Regions from separate parts of the Hordeum vulgare genome. Here region 2 is linked to region 1. Evidence: chromatin contacts called from public Hi-C data. All regions are on one chromosome and are shown on one strand. Each heading gives the region's core, a stretch centred on a gene start, on an enhancer-like site or on the middle of the called end of the contact. The rest is flanking DNA. Distances are from core to core; before and after follow the strand shown. Region 1 holds the start of LOC123424702 (serine/threonine-protein kinase AtPK2/AtPK19-like). Region 2 holds the start of LOC123424703 (serine/arginine repetitive matrix protein 2-like).

What was found. Hi-C and Micro-C count contacts between places; a contact is called where the count stands out from the background.
Region 2: a contact with region 1 is called in a Hi-C map of seedling, with 2.0 times the contacts expected there. The contact joins the promoter of LOC123424703 here to the promoter of LOC123424702 in region 1. A contact is called at or near these places in 1 of 6 Hi-C or Micro-C datasets (seedling) and 1 of 1 datasets of contacts at active chromatin or transcription factors (embryo).

What each region holds. Positions count from the first base shown.
Region 1 is chr2H:38,605,711-38,611,058 of MorexV3_pseudomolecules_assembly, reverse strand. It overlaps LOC123424702 (serine/threonine-protein kinase AtPK2/AtPK19-like), which reads left to right and starts at 2,141. Exons shown (of 7, transcript XM_045108370.1): 1 at 2,141-2,309; 2 at 3,334-4,277; 3 at 4,363-4,445; 4 at 4,526-4,646; 5 at 4,732-4,905; 6 at 4,998-5,102; 7 at 5,259-5,348. The coding sequence starts at 3,618.
Region 2 is chr2H:38,823,136-38,828,483 of MorexV3_pseudomolecules_assembly, reverse strand. It overlaps LOC123424703 (serine/arginine repetitive matrix protein 2-like), which reads right to left and starts at 2,982. Exons shown (of 3, transcript XM_045108371.1): 1 at 2,570-2,982; 2 at 2,211-2,437; 3 at 1-2,109. The coding sequence starts at 2,346. The coding sequence ends at 56.

The DNA of each region.
Region 1 (5,348 bases), core at 892-3,391:
TGCATGTATCCTTCTCCAACAATCCTTCTAGAAGATCCTCCTTCTCTCTTCCACCATCCACCATATCTACCGTTGCTCCACCCTTAGAGGCCTGCACCACTGCCAAGGTTTTGACCTCCACTCGTGCCTTATTCGAGTCATCATTGAAGTTCAGTCTCTTCCTGCTGCCGTTTTCCCTATCTAGCAGTAAGTCCTGGTTGTCAAATCGAGCCGAATCTTCGGAGTTGGACAGACTATTCGAGTTACCATCATGATCCATATTTTCAAACCCCGGGTTTGTATATTGGTGGTTCCACTGATTTCTACCCGCAAAATCTCTCCCCCTCATCTGATCACGACCCCTTCCACGAGCATGTGCATTATTTTCATCATCTCAGCCATCAGAACCGCGTCCAGTACCCGAAAATATGTCATTCCCCCTTCCTCTCCTCGGGACAAGGATGAAAGGACCCCACTCAAACTTGGATATATCATGTTCTCCTATGCCGCACTCCTCATGCCAGTGTCCCAATTTCCCACAGGTGTTGGAGAAGGTTGGAAGCTTTTCATATTGTACTTGGAAAAATTATGTCTTGCCCCCTCTTGAAAAGATCACAAAGCGAGTAAGCTTCTTGTTAACGTCCAACTTCACTCGAACCCTAATAAACTGTCCCATGAAACCACTAGGAAGCTTAATTTGAACTTCCTGTACCTCACCGATTCTTCTTGCCATATTCTGCATGAACCCTTCGTTCTTCAGCACTCCATCGGGTAATTTGTGGATCTACGTCCAAGTCTCAATCCGATCTAGCTTGATGCTTTCTGGGTTGGAGAACCCATCATACTCCTAAATGATCAGCGTTGATCCTCAGAAATTCCAAGGGCCTTTGTGGATTGCTTTGTTCCAATCAGCTAGACAGTTGAATTGTATCGAAAATAAATTAGGGTTTATCTTCCTCCAGACCACGTCCCGTGCCAGGCTCCAGGCTCCCCTCATATCGCCAATTAGGGCACCTTGGCTAAAACTTTTCTCCGTCAATACACATGCAAGGGCGAGCCACTTCGGAAGATCTCCTGGATCATCTACTTCCTCTTCCCACACCAAATTGTCCAACTCATCTTTCTCCTGATGCAAGCGCTCCAGAAGTTTACTAGGATCTATCCTCATGTTACCATGGGGGCCTCCAGTGCTCGAGGACGTCGCCATGGATCAGCAACACGAGAAACCCCAGGCAAAGATACAATCTCCCGATCGCAATGGCACTCGGAAGAAGAAAACCGAACTCGCGGCGGCGGCGGGCGCCAGAGGACTACAAAAACCTAACGGAATAGGGGACTCCAAATAAATTCAGTTGATGGGGATACCGATTCGCATATAAAATAGGCCAGTTAGTGAGTTAAAGATAGCAAAGGCCCAATCATTATTTACGTATACCTTTGAGCATCGATGCTCTTAAAAAAAAACTTTGAGCCTTGAAGTTCCTAATTCGTCTAACTTCTCGTCCCCTCCAATCTTTTATTCTTATCTTTTGTTTAAACAAGTGTCGTATTATGCTAATATTTATATCAATATTATACATGTTATCAGGTCCCTAGTGGACTTGAAGATTAGGGATAAAGAAGGGAACATTCATCCAACCGGAGTCCTAATTAGACTTTACATTAATATTTTTGTGTTCTATGCTTTTCACATAGTTCTTGAAAATAAAATTACTTTAAACGGGAGTCACATATTTTTTTTGTTGTGTTGGTTGTCATGTCTAATTGCGGAGTACCTGAGGATGCCATTGTTTTGGCAGGCCTCGAGGGTGAGTGTAAGTCGGAGAGGCAACCTGTGAAGACAATGACAGTCGTGTGCGGTTGCAGGGAGGACGCTCACTCCTTGTTCACTCATCTCGGGTTGGAATTCGGGACAATGTATATGTTTCTTCTTATGCGCAATGGATATGCTTTAGCTTTACCCATGTTTTTATTTTCTTTTTTCTAAAATGTAGCTTTACCCATGTTGGCAGTGACAACTCACGCATATCCAATTCGCCAGAAATCCTGTTTCCCCCTTATACGTGGGACCCACCCGGCGGCGCGGCTAATCTGGTATCTGGCCATAACGAACCACCCACTGGAAGTGGGCCTCACCCAGGCCCGCAGCCCGCGCAGTTAGTTGACCGGACGCGGCGCCCGCGCTGTCCCTCCCTCCCCTCTCGCCTTTCCCCTCCTCCAGAGTCCAGACCCGCACACTTCGCTCCACCAACCGCGCTCCTCGCCCCCCCGCCGCGCCCGGAGGTCGCCGGCACGGCTCGCACCTCGGCGTAACCCGCAAATCACGCAAGGTGAGCTCCCCCAGCCTCAACCCCACGCCTCGTATCTGAATTGCGATTCACCGGCGGACGCAGCGCTCGCGGGAAGCGAGAGAACGGATAGATTTGAGAGCCCCGCGCTTCGGTTCCTCGACCTGTCTCGCTTCCCACTGCGGATCTCGTGATCTCCGGCGGCGATTGCTTCTTTGCAACGGCCTCGATGTGGTCCAGCTCCAGCGGGGGAAAGAGGAGCGTGTGTTTTGGTCTCTCCGTGTCAGTGGGGTGGAGTTCGATCTGTATCGGGAATCCGCTGCTCGTTGATTGGTTATTCAGTAAAAGAATGTCCATGGTATGCTGATTCAAGGTGTTGAACATAGCGTGGCTAGGATGCTAGAATTTGGAAGTACAATCTTTTTGGACTAAAGGCACACTGTCCTGCTTATAGAAAGCACGTAGTATGCCTTTGTGTTTTAAGGATCCGCTAGAAGTAACTTTGGAGAAATCTTTTCTCCTTGCTACATTGCACAGCTTCGGGTTCCTTCTTGTGCTACGAGTTTAGTACACCAAGCACAGTGCTCAGGATGTTTCAGGGCGTGCAAGATGCGCGTACTGCTGCTGACGATGCAGTGATGCACCTTAGATATCTGCAAGTGATGACTGATGAAGCAGCAGAGTCACCTGCTGGCTGTTTCCTTGTTGGCTGCTGTGTTGCAAACTGCCATGTAGTTTTGTCAGTGAGAGTCACTGGTGGTCGGGGATGCAAACTGAGGTCGTCCGAGTGGTCACTTGATTGTCATTTTGTTTTGTCGATTGATGTCCAGAAACAATTTTCCTGCAACATGACTATTTCTGGCGTCAGAGAAGGTTAAAATCCTAGCGAGATAAATATTCTTAGAACTGACTAGAATAACCGTTTGCACATGTTCTTGTAGCTTCCCCTACAAAAAAACATTGATTGTTTGCACAGGGTATCCCTATCTAATACTTCTCCTGAAAATTTTGGTGCTCCTTTTTGATAGATGAGACTAACAATATATATGTTCTGTGTACATTTTAGATTTCTGCTTCACGAGTCCAGGAAGAACATTGGCATCAAGCAAGTCATATTCAGCAGGAAATAGCAGTATCGTTTTGATCTGCCTTTTCGCAGGATACTTGGGCAATTCCTAGCGGAAACTTCAACTTGCTCACGGCCTTTGTTCACAGTGGCATATCATTTTACATCCTTGGAGGTTGTGAAGCTAGCCTACTTGAGAATGCAATGTAGCAGGAGTCATTAGTTTCAGTAAGTTGGAGACTTGCCCTGGAGCTGCCATCCCTGGCTGCATTGGCCTTTGATAGATGGTTTCTTCTCAGACGTCCTCTCTGGCAGTAAAGCTTGCACAAGGACCAAAGCTCCTTACTACAAAGATAATTTTCCCCATGGATCCCCTGGGTGTTGTCTCCTCTGAAAATGCTGAATATGATTTCTCTGATGTTTTTGGTTCCAGTCCAGTCGAGACGGCAACAGAGCTTTGTGTTGTTGATCCAGACAGCCCTGCAGCTCCCGTTGAGTCCACTGAGGAGGTTTATAATGATCCTGCGGTCATCTTCAAGCGGTCACATTCTCTTGTTGGTCCATCATCACTTGTTAGCTGCTCTTTGGGACTTGGCAAGCTCACTCTAGACAGGGCAGATGGATCATCAGAACTTGCAGACCACACTACAGAAGAAAAGGAACTTAACCTAGAGGAGTTCAGCGATGAAGAGTTTGGTGATGCCGTGACTGAGGATGAGGGTGTTGGGCTTGATGACTTTGAAATCTTGAAGCTTGTAGGCCAAGGGGCATTTGGCAAAGTCTTTCAGGTGAGAAAGAAGGGTACTTCAGAGATATATGCAATGAAAGTTATGAGGAAGGATAAGATACTAGAGAAAAACCATTCTGAGTACATGAAAGCTGAAAGAGACATACTGACAAAAGTTGACCATCCTTTTGTAGTGCAGCTGAGGTACTCATTTCAGGTAGGCCATTTGTATACATATTATCATCTCTATGCTGGCATTCATATATTGGTACAAATATTCAAACAGTGTTTTGCTTGTCCAGACCAAATATCGACTTTACCTTGTCCTGGACTTCGTAAACGGGGGGCATCTCTTCTTTCAGCTCTACAAGCAAGGATTATTTAGGTGCTGTTTCACTTGTTAGTAATTTTGTTTGCCAAAAGATAGCAGCACATGCCTTTAAACTAAACCCTTTGATATAACAGGGAGGAACTTGCACGAATCTATACGGCTGAGATTATATCTGCTGTAGCCCACCTCCATGCTAATGGGATTATGCATAGAGATCTTAAGCCCGAGAACATCCTATTGGATGCTGAAGGCCATGTAAGAATTCTTTGTTGCAGCCAACAATCCCGTTTTGTCTCTTCTTCGGTTATCTGACATCTATTTGCTTGTGCCACTGGTATAGGCCATGCTAACCGACTTTGGCCTTGCGAAAGAATTCCGTGAGAACACCCGATCAAACTCGATGTGTGGTACTCTCGAGTATATGGCCCCTGAAATTATCCAGGGCCAGGGGCATGATAAGGCCGCAGATTGGTGGAGTGTAGGAATCCTCCTGTTTGAAATGCTGACGGGCAAGGTGAGTTGCATATTTGCATGGGATGTCAAGCTTATCATCGGAGAGGTATTTTATGCAGACGTGTCATGGTTTATAGTTCCTACTCTTTGCAGCCCCCGTTTGTGGGGAACAGAGACAAAGTTCAGCAGAAGATAGTGAAGGAGAAGTTGAAGCTTCCTCCGTTTTTGACTAGTGAAGCTCACTCGCTGCTGAAAGGAGTACGTTTTCCAGCTTGTTTGATTTCATTATTCATCATGTAGTAACTCATAGCACAAATAGTACCATGTAGAGGCCTTCCAAAACAAAACAAAAACATCATGAGAGCAAATTGGCCACTTGACTGTTTTTATCTGAAAAATCAATGAATATTTCAGTTGCTGCACAAAGAAGCCGGCAAGCGGCTGGGAACCGGACCCGGCGGCAGCGACGAGATAAAGAAGCACAAGTGGTTCAAGCCGATCAAC
Region 2 (5,348 bases), core at 1,733-4,232, 220 kb before region 1:
GAACTGAACCTATCTTTTTTCTACACTATATACGAGGAGCCGAGCTCCTCTGCTGCTACCTGATCCTGATGGCTCCCGCCGGAACCCCCTGGCCGGGCCTCCAGCCAGCTCTTCTCCCGTTCGATCGCCTCAGCGTGGCACTGTCGTCCGAGTCCTCGTCGCCGGTGAAGTCGTCCACGCAGATGCCTTTCCCCTTCCTGTCGTCGTGCCGCCTGCTCGCGTCCGACGGCGGCGTCGACCTCTTGTCGGGGCTCCCGTACTCGTACAGGCTCGGGGAGCGCCGCAGCAGCAGCTCGCTCGCCGACCCGTACCCCATGAGACGGTGCAGGCTGTGGCTGTGCCGCCGCGCGGCCGCCGTCTCCTCCCCCGCCGCGACGACGGTGTCGAACGACGAGTTCCTCGACACGTGCAGCGGCTGCTCGTCCTCCGTGGTGGAGTAGCTGCTCGCCCCAGCGAAGTCCTCGATGAACGAGAACAGGTCCGGCCGCGCGCCGAAGTGGCGCGCGGGCGAGGAGCCGGCCGTGCTGCACTGGTCGTCGGCGGGCTTCTTCCTGTCCGGGTCGCGGTAGGAGTAGGAGAGCACGGCCGAGCAGGCGCCGCACCGCAGGTCGCGCACCTTGGCGCTCGCCACGGCGAAGCCGGCGGGCACCTGGACGAGCGTGAAGCAGCTGGAGCAGACGATGAACGGCGCGCCCTTCAGGACCGGCCGGCAGTGGTGCTTCGGCGGCGGCGCGCGCTTCTTGGCCTCCGCGGCGGCCGGCCGCGCGGGCTCCTGCGCTCTGGACGGACGGCAGCAGTGCCCCCTGCAGCTGCCGCACTCGGGCCTAACGTGGTCGCAGCAGCTGCGCCGGCACGGTCCTGCAGGGCGCGCGTCGCGGCCGTCGCACGGGTCAGCCCGGCACCGGCGATACCGCCGCGACGGCAGACCGCGGAGGGCAGCCTCTCCGTGCTTGCCCGCGTTGCCGCGATGGTGCAGAGCGGCGGCGGCGGCGGCAGCATGGCGAGCTCTGCTGGTGGAGGTGACCGGGTGAGGGGCGTGCCCTTCTTGCCTGGGACGGCGAGGCGGACGGGGTGGTGTCCTTGGCTTGGCCTCCGGTGACTGGCTGAAGAGCTCGGAGAGGTCGCCCTTCAGCTCGTCCACCGTCTTCAGGATCTTCTCGTGGAGGGGACTCATCTTTTGCGCGTGGCGAGGAGGAGGGCTCGGCGACTTCCCCTCGGCAACTGCCGGCACCGGCTCCGCCACGGCGTCGTCTCGCCGTCCCCAGCTCACCACGGCCGGTGCAGACCGGGAATCCGCGAAACGATCAGGCATTGGTGCAGCTTCTCCGACAGCCGCTTTGCTTGGACTTGGACTTTTCTTCCTCGCGGCATCAGTTTCAGGCTCGGCTTCACGTCCCCTCTCTGAAACTCGCATCTCGGCGAAGTTTGCACCGGCGTTGGGAGCACTAACCGCGCCCCTCCCCCTGCGAGGTCCGAAGTCCTCCTGATTGGCACTCCGGTGGTGATCATGCCCCTTCTTCTCGACGACCGGCGGCGATTGCACCGAAGAGTGACGCTTCCTCGCTGGCGTTTGATCGCCGCTCGTCTCCCTGCCGGTCTCGCGTCGGCTTGTCGCGTCGGCGCCCCGGGGGCTGGTGGTTCGAACATCAGGAGTCGGGGCGGGGGCGCTGGTGCTCGCGACATCCTCGGGGGCCAGGTGGCTGCTCTGAGCCTTGGTCCGGCGAGGGGACGGTATGTCACTCGCCGAAGACGGGGCAGCTCTGGCGTGGGAAGCACTGACCGCACAGCTTCTCACGCGAGGCTGAGAGCTGCCAGCAGCTTCGGCCTCATCGGCGCTCCGGTGTTGATCACGCCCCTTCTTCTCGACGACCGGCGACGAGGGATGCGTCCTCGCCGGTGGCGAGAGATCACCTGCCCCGCGTCGTATTGTCGTGCCGGCGCCTCGGTAGCTGGTGCTCGGAGCGTCAGGAGTCGTGCCACTGGTGCTCGCCACGTCCCCGGAGCCGCCCTGAGCCTGGCTCCGGCGAGGAGACGGCAGGACGCTCTCCGTAGACGGAGCGGCACTGACGGAGACGGACGCGTCCCGCGTGTCGCCGCTGCGGAGTTTCGCTGCGCAACCACAAAATGAAATCCAATCAGTAACCCGCGACAAGATAAGCGACATGAAACGCGAAGATCACTCCGATCACCGGAGCGGAGCTGGAATTTACCTCGGAGGCTGGCGCCGCACCCGCCGCATTGGTACACCGGGACGCCGGCGGGCTCCTGGAGGACGCTGCGGCACCTGGGGCACCTCACGTGGCGAGCCCCGGCCCCGCCGCTGGCGCTGGTGTCCGAGATCGCCATGAATCGACAAGGCCGCAGAGCATCACTCGCGGCGCAGTCGTGCCGTGTGATCGTATCCCGGCGCCGTCGATCGATCAATCAAAGTCGCCGCCTGCGTTGACAGGTGAAAAGCATAAAATCGTCAGCACTTTGGTACCAATTTCTTCATCTAATTTGTTGTTTCCGGAAAGGAGGAAGAAGAGGAGGCACTCGAGCACGGCTAGCAGAAAGCGCACCCACTCACCTCAAAATCTCCCGCTTTCCCCACGGCGTCCACTCGAGACGAGAAGGAGACGTCCCCCTTTGCGTGCTCTTGCAGCTTCTTCTTCTTCCTAACTCTTCTTGGTCCTCTGAATCGAGCCGCCTCTCCTCCAAATCCAATCCTTCCTTGGAAGCTAGCAATATATGTATGGGCTCTCTCTCGCTGGTCGTCGCGGGTGAACTGTCGGGAGTGGAGACCGGACAGCCCGATGCGGCCCTGCCTCTTGTAGTAGCACGTGTGATGGAGGCGAGGAGTCAGAGAGACGCGTCCCTGTTGGGCGAGCGAGCAAGAGCAATAGAATAATGGCGATGGATTTTTTTTAGAAGATCTAATGGCGATGATCGGAATGGAGACGGAGAAGCTGAGCTCATGTAAAACGATGCGCGCGCTCCGGAGAAATATTTATATGCGCTGGTGGGAGGAGGAAGGAGGCCGGGTGGTGTGCGCGGCTCGGCTGACCGCTTCAATGACGGGGACGGCCGGTGGCCGCGGGGTTGGGCGTTGGCCTTGGCGAGCGATCGAGTGGCACGGCCAGGTCGTCCGCGGGGAGGCGAGGCGACCGTGTCGCCGACGCCAGTCACGCTGCCACCGCGTCGTCACGGTCGTGCCCCGGGTGGCCCTTCTCGACGTCCCCCGTGGAGCCGCGTGTGGTGCACCGCCGCTCTCGCCTTTTCCGCGGGTTGGGGTTGGGGCTGGTCACCACGGTCACGGTCGCTGTCTCGCGCGCGCGCGCGGTGCGCGAGCTGGAGCGGACCATCATCAGGAAAAAGGAAGGAAAACGGATTAAATCTGGCCCCCACCCCGGCCATGCGCACTGCGAGCGCGCGCGCGCGCTCGCCGGGCCGTCACTTTCGGAGCAGGTTCCAGACCTCTGCTGTGATGTTCGCACCACACCGGGGGTAGTTAACTATTGCTCGTGGTCGTGGCGGCGACGGATTAGATTTGGGCGCCAAGCACCTGGCAGGAAGCTTGTATAATTGTCGCCGGCCTGCGCAGGGGGGGCATAGGAGACGACGGAGTGAAGTAAACAAGGACTTTCTTCTTCTTCTTCTTCTTCGTAGAGCTCACCGTTCAGACCATCCGCGCTGAACGGTAATTAAACAAGGACTTTGTCATGGCGGCGAAAGTCGTGGGCGGTGACCGGCACAAGTTCGGCCTCGCACGACGACCGGTTCACGGAACAAGGAAAGGATTGCTAGCCGATCGCGTTGCCAAAGATGGCGAGGCACACCGGTGACAGGACACCGTGGCCGTGGCGTCACGCGGCGCGGGCCGAATAAATGTGGCGCCGCCGGCTGAGCTTGAAATGGAAAAAAGGCGTTTCTTGGCGGCACTCTCTCGTCGCCGTCGTCGGCGCCACGCGGCGCGCGAGCCGTGCGTTTTTGTCAACGGCCATCAGCTCCGGATTGCATGGACACTGCAGCAGCGTCGGTGGACGGTGCGATGCCGGCCGCCTGGCGAGCGCAGTGACGACGGACGTCGGGCGTGCGGCCGCGCCGGGCGCCTGGCGTGGCACCGCCACCAACCAGCGCGGGTCGCGACCTACCGCCACCCACGCGCTCGGCTCGTCGCCGGGGGCCGGGAGAGGGTTGTTTTTGGTCGGCGGGGCCACACGGACACGGGCAGCGCGACCGCCGGTCCCTAGGGTACGGGAGCAGCCGTGAATATATTCTTCTGGTCGTTTACAACGTGACGATTTTGCGTCCACAAAGTTATCGCGTCCGCGCGTGTCGCCATGTTGGAGGGCACTAACCTGCACATGCCCATACTAAATTTCAGTCAAATACTCCTAGGTTGAAGATTGGTCATGGGTGTCTAGTCACAGCAACTCCCACTTAGACTGTTGAGATGGAATGAAACAAAATGACCGAACTATTTTTTATTGATGATGAATGAACATTTATATACAACAAGAATAGTAGCCTTCGAGGGATGCAATCGTTCAGGAAGATGCCGTTTCAAGAACCGTCGCGATGGTTGCCGGAAGTGTGTAACCGCGCGGGGATTATCCTTTAATAACCGCAAAGGTTATTTATTCTTAAAAAACCCGAACATCACCAATGTCCACACACATGTCCGGACTTGTCCACAAATAGTGACAGGGGCGGAGGCTATTCAACCGCAAACATAAAACCTGGACAGTTCCTGTTCCGCACCGTAAGAGCATCAACAGCCGAAACCCTCAAATCCTCTTCAAACTCCTGGGCAAGCTGCCCGGTCACTATTCGGTTAATTTTTTTTTGACCTAAACGGGTCTATCAAACCGGCCTCAAACGCCCGGGCTGACCGGCACCCTCCTTTTCAGCCCAAATATGGGGGAGCGCGGGCACGCCCGGACACCCCTGCCTAGCCCACACTGGCCCTCATCGACCCCACATATATGCGTCCTCATTCATTGGCCGGACCAAACTTTAGCCACTTCACTTCACTTCCCCCACTCCCATCCGCCATCCAAGCTCACCTCCGACGATCTCAGTCCTTCTCCTGCATGGCCTCCAGCGAATTCGACTCCAACCAGTCCGGATCCATCGACTGAGGGTTCGTCCCATGTCAAGTGGAATGGCGATACACATTGCACTCCGCCGCTCGCGCGAGGGTAGTGTCCGGCCAACGGGAGGATCTGTCCGCTCCGCCGTGACTCCATAGCGTCTGTTCAAAGGGCGCTCGGTTCCTCTCGGGCGGGATCATCCATGTCCAGGCGAGCGGATCCATCGACTGGACCCACGGACTTCGAGTCCAATCGGGAACAGGCTGCCCACCA